Regions from separate parts of the Mus musculus genome. Here region 1 is linked to region 2. Evidence: chromatin contacts called from public Hi-C data. All regions are on one chromosome and are shown on one strand. Each heading gives the region's core, a stretch centred on a gene start, on an enhancer-like site or on the middle of the called end of the contact. The rest is flanking DNA. Distances are from core to core; before and after follow the strand shown.

Evidence for each region. A called contact is a pair of places that touch in the nucleus more often than the background predicts.
Region 1: a Hi-C map of the N1E-115 cell line shows a contact between it and region 2, with 2.0 times the contacts expected there. The contact joins the promoter of Fign here to the enhancer-like site in region 2. A contact is called at or near these places in 1 of 39 promoter capture datasets (liver), 5 of 484 Hi-C or Micro-C datasets (the N1E-115 cell line, brown adipocytes, liver and 1 more), 3 of 115 datasets of contacts at active chromatin or transcription factors (embryonic stem cells, heart atrium and neural progenitor cells) and 2 of 9 other capture datasets (adipose tissue and liver).

The regions. Positions count from the first base shown.
Region 1 is chr2:64,096,423-64,099,578 of GRCm38.p6, reverse strand. It overlaps Fign (fidgetin), which reads left to right and starts at 1,541. Exons shown (of 4, transcript NM_001267846.1): 1 at 1,541-1,737; 2 at 2,515-2,684.
Region 2 is chr2:64,031,140-64,034,435 of GRCm38.p6, reverse strand. All of the region lies in intron 2 of Fign (fidgetin), which reads left to right. Among named protein-coding and RNA genes, the nearest start is that of Fign, 65 kb to the left of the region's middle. Within about 2 kb of position 1,600, at least 2 of the 459 cell types and tissues checked have an H3K27ac peak or open chromatin away from gene starts, as enhancers often do. A contact at or near this core is called in the N1E-115 cell line, where this site is marked.

The DNA.
Region 1 (3,156 bases), core at 292-2,791, 65 kb before region 2:
CATTCTTCCTAAACAAGTGTATTTTCTGCTCCAACCTTCAAAGTAACATTTTCAGCTAGATGGCCTCCTGGTCGAATACATAATTTGCCTCTTGCATTCTCAGCTTAGTTGAAATATAGAGGACTGGACATCCAGCAGGCCAAAGTATAAACTCACCATTTATCTATTAAAGTCATATTTAATGAAAATGAAGAGAAATTATTGCCCAACTCTCTCTTTCTCTCATTACAATTCCTTAAGAACTTTGCCGGGCACATTATCTCGTAGACATCATGATCAAATGTTATTGTTTGCTTTATTATCTCAGTTGGATGGTTGGCTAGTCTAGGATGAAATAGGTTGAAGGCAATCCTCTCAGCCCAGAAGTCTGAATGAGGTTCCCATTCAAATGATCCTGATTGTTTGGGGGTGGGGCGGGGTGATTAGTAAACCAACTGAGCTTACACTGCATAGTAAGCGTCTGGATGCAGCACATTTACATCTAACAAGAGACCCCAGAAAACGTGTGTGTGTTTCTTAAACCTTATGTTGCGAACAAAAGGCTATCTCAGCCACAGACAATCAGCACGGCACTGCTCCCTGGGATGCGAGCCACACACTCAACTGCACATTTCATTCTTCCTCAGCTCCCAGCACCACAAAGCCCCGACTCTCTTCCTTCTCCTGGGTCCCCAGATTGCTCCATAGCGGGGGGCTGGGAAAGCTGAAGCCCCAGGTCTCTGCCTGCGCACCAACAGCCCTCACCGTGGGCCCCCGGGCGCTGCTCTCCCCTGCCCGAGCCGCCTGGGGGAGGTAGGGAGGGGAGCCGGGGGAGCTTGAGAGGGGACCGCACACCTAGATACTTAGGGTTTTTATTTATTCCCGGGGAGGTGGAGGCGGTGAAGTGGGTTCAAGCTGATCTGCCTCCCCAACTTGCCTCTCCCTAGCAGATAAAGTCATTTTCGGACTGGTGCGGGGAGCCTCGGGGATAGGGGACGTCCCGGCTCCACGTCCCGGTCCCCGTCCCGTGCGCGCAGCAGCAGGGAGGGCTGGCCAGGCTACGGTGGTGACCGGAGGACCGGGGAGGGGCCCTCAGGGACGCGCGATCGCGCGTGGACAGCGGGGCTCGCTTCCCCCGGGGGCGTCGCTCCCCGCGCGCGGGCTGGGCCGGGCTCCGCGTCCCCGCGCGCCGGCATGACCTCGGGGCCCCCTCCGGGCCGCGGGAGCGCAGCTGTGAGGCTGGGCGGCCGCCGAGGCCCGGGCCGTGTAACATGACCCGGCGGCCGGCCATTGCGCCCTCCCTGTCCGCCCGCGGCCGGGCGCCGCTCGCCGCCTCCCGCCTCCGCTCCCCCTGCAGTCCCGGCCCGCGCCGCCGCTCCCTCCCGGGGCTCCCGGCCCGCCGCGCTCCAACGCCCGCCTCTCGCCACTGCCTCCCGACGCCCGGCCGCGCGGCCGCCTGCGTCTCTTTCTCCCTCTCTCCTTTGAAAACTGATCTTTGGCTCTTAGTGTGAAAGTGATTTGAATTTGGCTCGGCGGCGCTCTGCGCCTGCGCTCAGCCTCTGGCATGCTGGCTCCTTCCAAGCAGCTGTTTTGGGTTTGAAATTCCAACATGGCAGAGGCTGCAGTCCGTCTTCCCTTCAAAAACTTGGAATGATTTCAAATCATAGGCACCTTCACTTAACCCTAGCTTCCATTCATCAGCAAACACATCGGATCGATGCTACGCTAACCTATCGGGAGCTCGCTCTGCGCGTCCAGGTAAGGAGAGCTTCGTAGTTTTTTACCATCTGTTTAAATTTTTTGTTTTTGTTTTATTTTTAAAGAATATAGATAGATCCAAGACCTGTAGTGAGAAGAGGTCTCAGAGTTGTGCCGTAAACAGTAAATTTAATTTGCATTCGTTTCTATTTTGTACGCCAACCTGCTGTCTAATTTCTCTGTACAAAGTAGCCCTGAAACATTATGATGCATATTTCTGCAGCTTAATCGTTATAACAATAGTATGGGATTAAGAGTTCGTGACTGCAAGAATCTCGCTTTTCGCGATATTGGGCTTACTCACTACTATCTTTTTACCTCAAAAAATAAAAAAAATAAAATAAGAAAGCGGAGCCATAGGGTGGGGCTAGACTTTCTTCGGGAACTAACTTCTAAGTAAATAAGAAGTGTAAATAAGAATCTTGCACACACACAAAAAGTTGAGGTTAAATTACAATCTCGTGGCTGGGGGATCGAGAAAAATGTCAGAGGATCGGTTGCAGAAAACTGTAAGCACATCATGCGGGAGGGGGTACAGCGTGGTGGGCGTATTGTTGGCAAGGAACGGGAGAGAAAGATGTATAATTTAATGGTATATACAATCCACTGATCCTATTACCGTCCTCCCCGGAGCTCTTGTTAGTTTCAATGGGAGTGAGTGAAATTGACATGGACTTGTATTCCCGGTCATGTGCTTTTTTTCCTTTCTTTCTTCTCCTGTGATCTGAGATCCCCTTTTTGTTGATGTTGCTTTCCCCCTTAATTATATGCATGTAGGTTAAATGAATACCTGACGAAAGGGCCCACGTTTCAAGGCAGTGACATTTGATAGCTGAGAGGAAAAGTGGCTTTAATGAAAAGCAACCTTTGGAATTCCTGCTTGTGAGAAATCCAATTCAGCTTTTTGTGCTACCAGCAAGAAATGATCAGTAGCACCAGTGTTTATGGTATGTCAGTTTTGGAATTTACTTCCTTTGCATTTAAATAGGGAAGACAAATTAAATAGCATGATAAAAACCATTGGAGGCTGCTTGGGAACCAGATGCTCATGATGTCCAATTCTTTTTAAACATGTCTATGTCTGTTTATTTTAATCTGTCACTGTGCTTTTTTTTTTTTTTTTGTATTTGCTTTCACTTCTTTATGCATTTCAGTTTTTATTAATATGTTATTTGCGGACACTTTCATTGGCTTTAGCTCTAATCTTGAAGTTGCATGTTTCTATTAATGCTCTCAACAGGGGTGAAGTCAAATGGTATGTAAATTAGTTAAACTCGGGGTGGGATTTTTGTTGTTGTTGTTGTTTTGGGGTGGGGGTTAGGTGGATGGAGAGGGTGGGAGTGTGGGGCAAAGACTGCTAAGTAATGAAAGTGTTTATACATATATCCATATATATGTACACACACAGGACTGGATGGA
Region 2 (3,296 bases), core at 351-2,850:
TGAACCCGTCTTTCAAAGTAGACGTTCCTTCTCATTTACAGATACAGTTCTGTGTCTCCATATTTATGAAATGTTAATTAGCTGCCTACAGCATCTTTTCTCATTAAAACTATTTTTATTTTAAATAGTATCTCTCTGTCATGAGCACAGCTTAATTTTAAAAATATTAGTGTGTGTGGGGTGTGGGGGTATGTGTGTGTGTGCATGCATGCATGTGCCCATGTGTTTGTGCCACAGTATATGTGTAGTTGTTGGAAGACAGTTTGAAGGAATCTGTTCTTTTCTTCCACGCTGTGGGTCCTGGGGACTGAACTATAGTTATCATGTTCTGGCAAATGCCTCTGCCTGCTGATCCAATCTGTTGGCCCCGGTTCAGAGCTTTCACCATTGCACACATTCGTGTTCTCTAATCAGCATTTCTAGCCAGCTGTGTTTTTGAATCTAAACTACATCAAGATATGGTTATAATGTAACCTAAAATATAGAAAATATAAAATAAATATATAAAATGTAAGACTATTTGAAAATATAACAAAATGGCAATGTAAAGAATTTAAAGTAGAATTAATAAATCTCCTTCAAAACAACTTATAGAGTTGCAGCTTCCAAAACTATGAGGACCATGCATGCCATATTTTAGTGGCTACCCTACAGGATAAGAGACTACCTGTATTAATGGGGCAACATATAGTATTTCACTTTTTCATAGATTCTTAATTGAAGTACTTCATTCTAAAAATGACCTCAGCCCATTCTTTTGCATCATACATTGGAAGTTGTCATAGGGCCCGTAATATGTGTAAAAGTATCTTAGTAAGAAATTCCAAGATGCCCCCAAGTGACACCATGAAACCAGTAATCAGGATGTTATTATTGCTGCAGAGTGTCCATTATCTTCAGTCATCTGTTTGTCAAATGTGTTTTCTAATTCTTATTATGATTGAAGAATGAGAAAGAAGAAAAGAGAGAGAGAGATGCTTTGCCCTGGGAACTAATACAATAGATCTTCAGGAATTTGAAAGCAGAACAATTATCTCAGCCACAGGGACGATCCGGTGTCCCTTGGTTAGCCATTTATGACACATGTGCAAGACACTGACATTAATTTAGAACCTAGCATTACTAGTCTTGCCATGTTACCAAGAGATTTCTGTCTCAATAATATATTGATTATATTATTGTAATGAGTTAGATGATGACTCAGAGTTACAAAGAAGTTGCACTAAATTTATTTGAGGGGGCAGTGCTGGAAACTTTGGGATTAATATGAGCATGTTTCATCCCCTTTTCATGCCAACTTTTACCTACATTATTAATTGATACCAGCTCATGCTCTTTAGTGTGAATCAGAAGTAGGGACTAATTCCCTAAAGTAACACATTTATGGTTGTTTAAGTGTTATATATTGTCCTTCCCAATGATGTAAATGTGAGTTAGTGCAATTCTGGGTTTTGGCTATTTCCTTGAAAATGATTGTTGGCTGATCAACTTTTGAAACCATTTGGCCAATGCTGGCAGGTCCCTTTCAGTTAATTGTGTGCGTACCATTCACAGACAGAATGTATGCATGGAGTAAACTATATACAATTTGTCTCAGGATGTATAAACTCTGGATCTTTGAGATCATTGTATACCTGCTTCCCACTATTTGGAAAATGTCTTGTTGGCAACAGTCCTTTTTCTTGTATAGCCGCCATATTGCATGTAAAACATCTGGTGATACTGCCTGCTCTCCTGCAGGAAGCCTCAAATACATGGGAATTCCAGGTTTTTTTTTCAAGGCACAGTCCACTATGAAAGCTGATTCTTTTCTACCTATGGTCTCTCTTCCTCTGTTTTGTCCTATTCATGATTCCATCTAACTGCGCTTCACACTGGATATCTGCCAGTGGCCGAGGGGCAGAGAAATGGATCATGCCAGCTAGTAGAGTTCACACGCTATGTCTGGAGCACTCAGAGCGACTGGGTGCATTGCATCCGAAGTAATCACAAACCGGTGTCCTGTCTTATAAAACGGTAAAATGATGCTTGCCAGTCCTTCCAGCAGAATAGATGGTGTGAGTCATCACATTCTATAGCCATTCCCATTCCAGGCTGATCTTGATGTTATGGTTGGTTAAGTATTATTGATGAACTAATCATGTTCCTAAAATAACCCAATTACATCTGTTAAAAAGGATTGGTGAAAAATAAACAGACCATCTCATCATAAAGGCGTGTGCAAAAAGCCAGAAATAGTCCCTGTTTGCCGTGTTTGTTTTACTGTATTGTGCACGCATATCTTTTGCACACATATCAGATCACGTGTTTACTGTAACTGGGGGAAGGTAGTAAGTAGCTGAAATTACTTAATGCATAATAAAAGATTATGGACAAATTTTAAAAACGAGGCACTTACATTTTATCAATAAGCTAAATAACAATGAGAGAAAAGAGACATATAAAGCAATTAAAATTGAATATGAGGCAATTTAAATACAAATAGGCAGGCCTCGACTCCGAAGCTGTGTGAGCAGCTCTCAGTGTGATTTATTTGGTGACAACAGTGGACTATATACACTTAGGAGTAATTGTAATTGGGTAATTATTTTTAACTTTTTGGCATGGGCTTCTATGCTGTTACACTTCTGGTTTTTTTGTGTGTGTGTTTTTTTTTTCATTCTAAAGAATGAATATCCATTTTAAAGACACTTTTTACTCTATGATTTCCACAAAAATCACAAGTCCCATTGTGTGTGGCAGGAATAACATTTTATCTTGTTAGCATTTGACATGATTTGTTGTGGCAGAAAAAAATTAAAAAGGAATCACATTTATTTTAGTATCATTATAAAATTATTGTGGTGTACCCAAGCAAATCACTGTAGTTTTGTAAGGCTAAAATCTGCTGTCCACCAGAATTACCATCTTGGACATCTTTTTTTACATAATTAGACAAACACCAATCATGAGATAATTTACTCACAGTTGTAGAACTTCTTATCCTCCATAAAGTATTTGAACACTAGGCTATGGAGATGACTCAGTAAATCTAAATGCTTGCTATGCTGGTGTAAAAAACCCAAGTCAGCTACTCCAAACCCATGTAAAATACAGATGAACTGGAGTTTCAGCACTCCCACTGGAGCGCAGGGAAATGTCTGGATGGTCACAAATCAGCTTGCTAGGGATACTCAGTAGAAATACACCTTGCCTCAAACAAGGTGTGTCATTAGGACCCACACACCAAGGTTGCCCTCTGACTTCACACATGTGTCATAGCACAGGTTCCCATATTTATGCACACAGGTACACAC